Regions from separate parts of the Zea mays genome. Here region 1 is linked to region 2. A link is a contact called in public Hi-C data. All regions are on one chromosome and are shown on one strand. The core of a region is the stretch at or near the end of the contact, and the rest is flanking DNA. Distances in the headings are between cores, read along the strand shown.

Region 1 (4,082 bases), core at 820-3,319, 540 kb after region 2:
TTTCCTCTTTCTATCTTTAACTGGTATAGGATGCTAAACTGTTGGCTCCTGGTCTTGTTAGGCATGGTCCAGCCGTGTGTGGCTGTTGGGCAATGTATTTCCTTTTCCTTTCTTGTTCTGGAGGAAGATAGATTAGGAGTTTGTTGCTCCCGCCATGCGATGGTCATGTAATTACTGAGATGTTTCGACAGTTCTGTTTATGTTCCTGTTTCATAATAAAATGGGGGAAACCCCTTTTGGAAAAAAGTGGTATCCAAATTTACATCGGGTATTATGATACTCGTAAATTCGGGTACTCGACAATTCAGGTTCAGGTACCGGGTACTGTTGAAGTACCCAAATTGATTTTATCCACGTTAACTGCATATTTAAAATGGAAGAATATATAATTCTATATGTATTTGTAGCGGTGCTACCCAAATTTTTTTTAGAAAAGGGAATATTTATTAATATTCCAACTTCTGTATCGGTTGATACATGCGGCTGTTTAAACTAACAAACATTGGGTTCCACTCGGGACCGGAAATCTCACATTCAACAAAGGTTTCATAAATTTAAGGGTTCGATCTATGTCAAAAAATCCATCCATTATTCGAAAAAGATTTCTATCATTATCGTCTCAAGCACCCGACAACCTCATTTTACTTGAGGTATGTCCTCCTCCTTATGCAACAGTGTCAAGAACCTTGTTCAATATGTTCCTTTGACCTGCAAATGAGTGGAATCTTGTGCATTATCAAAAACAACATCATTGCGACTTAACCATGTAGCCCAGTAGAGAGCACATGTTCCACCCCAAATAAAGCTCTTACGCCTAGAGCTTAAATCTTGTAACCAAGTGCCAAAACATATGTTAGATGCTTGATGGTGGTGCGATGTTAAATGAAATTTTCACCCCTCTTCATACACATCTAGCCATATGGCACTCAAAGAAAAGGTGTTGAATAGATTCATCTAAGTTGCATCCACAACATTTAACACTTTCATACCACTATTTTTTGCTAAATTATCCTTTGTTAGGGCTATGCCCTTAACTAAGTGCCACATAAAAAATTTTAATCTTCAAAGGAATCTTTAAATCCCAGATTGGGTGATTTATCGAAACAATGTTCGGAGCGACCAAAGTCCTATGCATAGAGCTGACTATAAACTGATCTTGTTGGAGCAGATCCCCCACAAAAACGTCTCTTTGATCATTTAAACTAATAGTAACTACTCTAGCTATTAACTGATTCAAAACAGTTAGATTATTTTCATCAGTTAAACTAGTAGTAAATACTAAAAGCCACAATAAGCTGATCAGATCGTAGGACATTAGCTAGGCTGCAGATAAATGGATATCATCCAAAGAGATTGAGCATTGGTTGGCTTTCACATGACTCAATGTGCGCCTGATTACCTGACGGAAGGATGGAAAATGGTCTTTACGTCTTCAAGTCGTTCACATGCACTGCTGCTATTACCGGCTGCACACTTGCACTTTCTTCAGCATTTGCACGCACTCACAGGTAGGTAGATAGGCAGATAGAGACATCGGCATGCACACGGACACAGTCGACACAGGCAGCAGTGCAGCACCGATTGCAGAATTCTAGTGTTGCCTGGAGTTCGGGTTATCTGGGACCGAAGGTGGTATCCGAATTAACCAAAATGATTTTGGGTTTCATAAGTTGTGACCTGAAATTTCTAAATAAAATTTAGATTTTGGATAATATGGGGTTCGGGTATTTCGGGTTTAGGATTTTTTTTTTTTTTTGCCCAGAGCTACTTTGAAGCAAACAATCAGTTTTTTTCTATGGCGTTTTGTGAGAAAACAGTGAATTTGCATGGGAATACGCTACAATCCGTGTACCCTGCAGCGGAACGCCGCAGCCACCCAGTGGAAACTGGACCAGTTGGACTGTTGGAGACTTGGAGTAGGTCTGAGAGGTGGGCCCACGCATCGTGTCGAAACTCGAAAGCCACCAAAGCGGCAATTCGTTCCAGTTCGCAAAAATTTCAAAAACCAGAGCGGCACGAGCAGGTGCGGGTACCTGCCTTCTATGCTTCTAGCCCACACGGCAACACCTGCACACACAGAGAAAGATAAAAAATAGGAGCAAACATCGCATCCTGATCCTCCGCCAGGACCGCCACCAAAGCTACGTCAGGATGGCGGCGGATCCGAGCAGGCGGCGGCCGGAGTACCATCCGGCGGTGAACGACGTCCTGTTGACGCTCACCAACGCCAGAGGCACCCTCGCCGACGTGCAGCGCCGACTCGACCTTGAGTTCCGCGCCGCCTACCCTGACCATGTCAGTATTCTCGTCGCCCTCATCCCTAACCGCTCCTTTCGTCGCTGACGGGATCGGCGGCGGCGGTTGCAGGCGAATCCGGCGAAGCTGGTGGCGCGGGTGAAGCGGTTGGAGGAAGAGGCGGCCGCGCTCAAGGAGATGTGCCGCGACCTCCTCACCCAGAAGCAGGTATCCTCTTCCCCCCTATGTTTTCACCAATCCGCGCCTTACCTGCTGCCGATGCTGACAACCGTGCTATTTTTTTTATTTAAGAATGAGTTTAATTGATTTTGGCTCGACATTTCGTTTTTATTTCCGTGTTCGATAATTTTTTATACACGCGGGATAATTAACGATTTGCCATGGTTAATTATCCCTCTACCCGCAGGAGCTGATCGACCAGATCCGCGTGAGCTTGATGGCGCAGCGTGGCATGACGCAGCGGCTGCTCGCTGCGTCCGGGCTGCCCCCCTTGTCCGACGCCGACGAGACCGTCCACAACAGCCTCAACGAGGTGATCCAAGACTGGACTGCTCAAGTCAGTCCCATCACAAGTAGGCAATCCACCTCCCTTTTACGATCGGATAGTTGCTAGTGAATTGGGGATTCATGCAGGACTGGGAACCGGTTAGAGGCGACAATGGAGAATTTACCGCTGGATTTGGGCATCCATACCCATTCCCATGAAGCTATAGACATCCCCGTCCCCGTATTCATACCCATTATGGATATAAAATTCATCTCATATCCATCTATATTCAGTTATTGGGTCCCCAATGGGTCCTTAACAAAAATAAAAGCATTATCACATTATATTTTATATGACCCAACAACAATAAGTCACCAATAAATCTAATATGTAATAAGAAAATACATTGTTTACCATATAAAACAACAAAACACAAAGTGACACATGGGCTGATGTGGTGGGTGGTCGTAGGTTGAGTGAAAGGGTTGTAAGAGGTTGTGTTAGTTGTTGTGTTTATTGTCTATTAGATTAGACCACACATCTAATTTTACTGGATGAATATTACTCATGTAATCAAGTTTGGATGATTGCTTCCCAAACTCACTATCCAATGGGTGAAGATTTTGTCCTATATATATATGGAGACATTTTTTATTCCATGCTCTAACTCTAAGGGTTAGTTTGGTAACCTTATTTTCTCATGTTATTTCCATTTTTCCAAGGAAATTTAGTTTATTTTCCCTTAGAAAAACAGAAATCTATTGAGAAAATGGAGTTTCCAAACTAGCCCTAATGGAGGAATTTCTGGGTACGAGTCTCTTGACATCTCTAGGTGCTGACTCAATTTGTCACGCTCGCAGGGGAGATCGAGGACCTGGACAAGAAGAAAAATGCCAACCAGATGCTCTTCTCAGCGATCATTTAGAGAGAACAGCTTCGACGCTCGGCTATTGAGGGACTCTTGGACACTGGCTGAACAATTCCAATGTAGCTGCGCTCTTTTCAGGCGCGCGGAGATGCAATGCAACCTGCCAGACATATATGTCTACCATTTGCATAATATCAAAACTTGAAGAATGGTACAGATATCTTATTTCATAAAAAAACGTGTCGTGAGTGTAATTACATTAGTAGTCCTTTTTGTGTATTTGAGAAAAAGAGAGTAGCTACCATAGGAATTTGTCAATTGGATCTTTTTAACGATCACGTTTAATAGAGTGAGTAGCTTTCACGGGTTGTAATGCTATCTTCTGTTGGAAATTTATCTGTTTTTAACCTTTTATTAACATTGTGCTTTCTTGTTTTAAACTATAATTATTGTTTTTTTCCTATATTCAGC
Region 2 (3,767 bases), core at 96-2,595:
ACAGGGACTTTGTCAAACGCCCCTAAGACTTTTAATCGAACAGGCCTGGATTTGGATTGTTACATAATAGTAGTAGTGCTTGTTGAGCAGTAAATGTTCAAAATCAACGTGGATTAGCACCAATATCCCTCGTCCCTCCTCACGGTCCAGAAAATAGCACACAAGCACATCTGTAATGGTACAGTATAACCTTCTAGTATTTACTAGCCAGTAGCCCGTGCTTTGCTACAGTTATTATATATCATATAAATAGATATTGAGATATTTATTCAAATATAATTATTGTTAGTTTCTAAACATTAAGGTATTTGTGATCTGGTGGTTAGCCCCACAATTCTAGAGCAGGGTGTGAGTTTCAGTGCTCGCTCTGCACTATTTTTTTATGCGGTGTGGTAGGTGGACTCAGAGTGTCAACACGGAGGGTGAAACTGTGGTAGCATCATGTTCTCACATTAGGTTATAAATGAGATTATATTATCTCTCATTTAATTCTTCAATAGATTATAAAAATAATACTCTCTCCGTTCATAAGTATACTTTAAAAAGCTTTCAGCACTCATTTTATATAAAATATTTATTTGGAAATTTCAAAATTTATTACGCTCAAACAATCTTTAAATGATAAAACAATTAAAAATAGTAAGTAATAACTAATGATTTCTTTTTAATAAAACGAGTGATTAAAGTTTTGAAAAAGATAATGACATTATATATTTTATGACAAGTGGTTTATGTTTTGTACGCCAAAGGTGGAAAAATATAAAAAAACTCTATCCTTACAATAGCAAGAGGATTTTGATCCCTCTAATCGTCTATGCTATTTTTGCTTCTAAACATACTTTTACCCTGTGCAATTGGGATTAGTTTGGTAACCATATTTTTAAAGAATTCCTATATTTTCAAGAAAAAAAACTTCCCCATCATCGTTCTCTAAAAACTTCTTCATCCTTATTCTCTAATAGAAAAATTTCCCACAGAGAATCGGAGATCGAGGCCATTGGCATCTTTAGATATGAGGACACCAGCGACATTGGTACAATATCTGGCTAAAGAGCATCGCGAAAAAATATAATCCATTATATAATAAGGCACGAGAGGAACACCCAATAATAAAATAATAAAGATCAGTCATTATTTTTTGGCCTATCTAATCTCCTCTTACATGTTTGCTCCCAAACATACCTTTAGCGTTAATTTGGGAGCTAGAAAATATGAGGGAATTGGGAAGGCTATAATCTTCTTCTTATTTAATTTTAAATAAGAAGGAAATTTTAGCCATCCAATCCTCTCCGATTCTGTGGCTTCTAAACTAGGCTTATGGCTTTATCCTGCAAAGTTGGGGTGTATACGGACACAGGATATTTGGTCGCTGGAGACAGACACACGACACGACACAGACATGCGTCGAGGTCACGAGGTCCAGAGCAGTAGGAAAGTAGTTTTCTCGAGGCCACGAGGTCCCCTGTACCTGTAGCTGTAGCATGGGCGGTACAGCAGCACCAATGCAAGCTGCAAGGCGATCGAATGATACTACCCCACCGGCGTCGGACATGCAGGTACGGTAGCGTTCTGTTTTTGTTTATAAATAAAAAAAAACTGCTCCGCGCTTTGCACACGGCCGATCCAGGCAGCAGCAGCAGCATGTTCCCACAGGCAGATGCGCATCCAGCCCACGAGCCTCTCGCCGGCCGGGTGGCCATCGTGACAGGAGGCGCCGGGGGCATCGGCTCGGCGGTGGCCGCGCACCTGGCGTCCCTGGGCGCCCGCGTCGTGGTCGGCTTCATCGGCGACCCGGCCCCCGCGGACCAGCTCGTGGCGGCCCTCAACAACTCCTCGCCGGCAGGCAACAGCGACCCGCGCGCCGTGGCGGTGGCAGCGGACGTGTCGGACCCGGCGCAGGTGGCGCGGCTGTTCGACGCGGCGGAGGCGGCGTTCGGGCCGGAGCTGCACGTGCTGGTGGCCGCGGCGGGGGTGCAGGACGCGACGTACCCGCGGATCGCGGACACGTCGCCCGAGCAGTGGGACCTCGCGTTCGGCGTGAACACGCGCGGCACGTTCCTGTGCTGCCGGGAGGCGGCGCGGCGGCTGGCGCGCGGCGGCGCGGGCCGCATCGTCACCCTCTCGTCCTCCAACGTGGGGTCGCTGCGGCCCGGGTACGGCGCGTACGTGGCCAGCAAGGCGGCCGTGGAGGCCATGACAAAGGTGCTGGCCAAGGAGCTCGGAGGGATGGGGATCACGGCCAACGCCGTGGCGCCGGGCCCCGTGGCCACGCCCATGTTCTACGCGGGCAAATCGGAGGAGCGCGTGGCCGCCGCCGCGCGCGAGTGCCCCATGGGGAGGCTCGCCGAGCCAGCGGACGTGGCGCCCGTGGTGGGGTTCCTGTGCACCGACGCCGCCGGCTGGATCAACGGGCAGGTCATCCGAGTCAACGGCGGCTACGTGTGAGTGTACTGTGATGAGAGGGAGGAGGCATAGCTAGCTAGCTTAGCTTGGAGTGTCAGCGTGTCACCAACCGACAATTACACGTGCTCCTTCCCTTAATAATAATAATAATAATAATAATAATAATAATAATAATAATAATAATAATAATAATAATAATAATAAGGTCTGAGAAAAAAAAAACTTGTACGTGCATTTCCATTTGACCATTTCATTGTGTGATTGAGCCAGGTAGAGGGAAAAAGGACAGATGAGATCCCTCAAAGTAGAGCTCCTGACAGAATGGTGACTGCACCAAAGGGTACGATCAATACAGTAAAATACATAGCCGAAGCTAAAAGATGACCGAGAATTAATAGGAGCTTCCCATCAGCCTAAACAGTTCACAATGGTGTCCTGAGGCCTAAACCAGCCAGTCTCATTCTACCGCATAAAATATAACATAAATGGTAATGGTTCACTCTCTGAGTACCGGCGGTAACAAATTTGAATAGGTCAGTATTGGATGACTGTTGTCTACTCTGAAGTGTCGGTTAGAAGATTCTGGTCGCCCCCTTTGCTTAGATTTGAAACCAGCAATGATAGTGAGTAACCTGTTAACTGGAGCCTCTAGTTCTAAGGAGATGGCGGATCTAAGAAAGATACATCTAAAGGCATTACACTTAAGGACACATAACTGCTAAGGTTTACAGCTTACAACAAAGCTTTCAGTTTTTGGGCGCATTGCATTGGTCTAGGATGCAATAAAAGACCACACTGGCACCTTTGTCATGGAAATCCATGATTTCGTGTTGCTTCCCTTCTCTTCCATGTAAGTTGTTCGAACACAAAAGAACATGGGGGAGTAGAAATGCAAAGAAATATGGGCTACCTACTAAGTACAAAAAAAGGAGAGAGAAAAAAAACGGCATCAAAGATACACATATGCACCGCACAGTCACTGAAACTAATGAATGGTGTTTACCTCTAATCTTCCTAGTCAGAAATACATACAGGACCTTAACCTGCTCACTCTGTCTGTTGTATGAGCTGTGTCCTTAGGCTGGACTCCTGGACCTGTTTAGAGGAGGATGACTGTTAATTTAAACCGAGCATCAGACCCATATTGTTTCTTTTTTTTTTGTACTCAAAACATCTATTGTGATTGCAGCTTGACGCATCGAACTCATTTTGTAGTAGGGCTGCGGTTTCGGAATTGGTCATACAAAAAAGCAAACATGCAAGTTATAGCCAGATGAAAGAAAAACAATCATCTACGATACATTTGAACATGGTAGCGAAATAGTAGACAGATGTAAATGTAATCATCTGTTCTACAAATATTA

What was found. Hi-C and Micro-C count contacts between places; a contact is called where the count stands out from the background.
Region 1: a contact with region 2 is called in a Hi-C map of leaf mesophyll, with 4 times the contacts expected there. The contact joins the promoter of LOC100276200 here to the promoter of LOC100277126 in region 2. A contact is called at or near these places in 8 of 25 Hi-C or Micro-C datasets (bundle sheath, ear, endosperm and 3 more).

Annotation. Positions count from the first base shown.
Region 1 is chr4:179,670,952-179,675,033 of Zm-B73-REFERENCE-NAM-5.0, forward strand. It overlaps LOC100276200, which reads left to right and starts at 2,070. Exons shown (of 4, transcript NM_001150045.2): 1 at 2,070-2,295; 2 at 2,368-2,463; 3 at 2,663-2,828; 4 at 3,604-4,023. The coding sequence starts at 2,152. The coding sequence ends at 3,668.
Region 2 is chr4:179,128,565-179,132,331 of Zm-B73-REFERENCE-NAM-5.0, forward strand. It overlaps LOC100277126, which reads left to right and starts at 1,346. Exons shown (of 1, transcript NM_001150783.2): 1 at 1,346-2,563. The coding sequence starts at 1,642. The coding sequence ends at 2,445. It overlaps LOC100381621, which reads right to left. Exons shown (of 7, transcript NM_001174438.2): 7 at 3,210-3,498. The coding sequence ends at 3,451.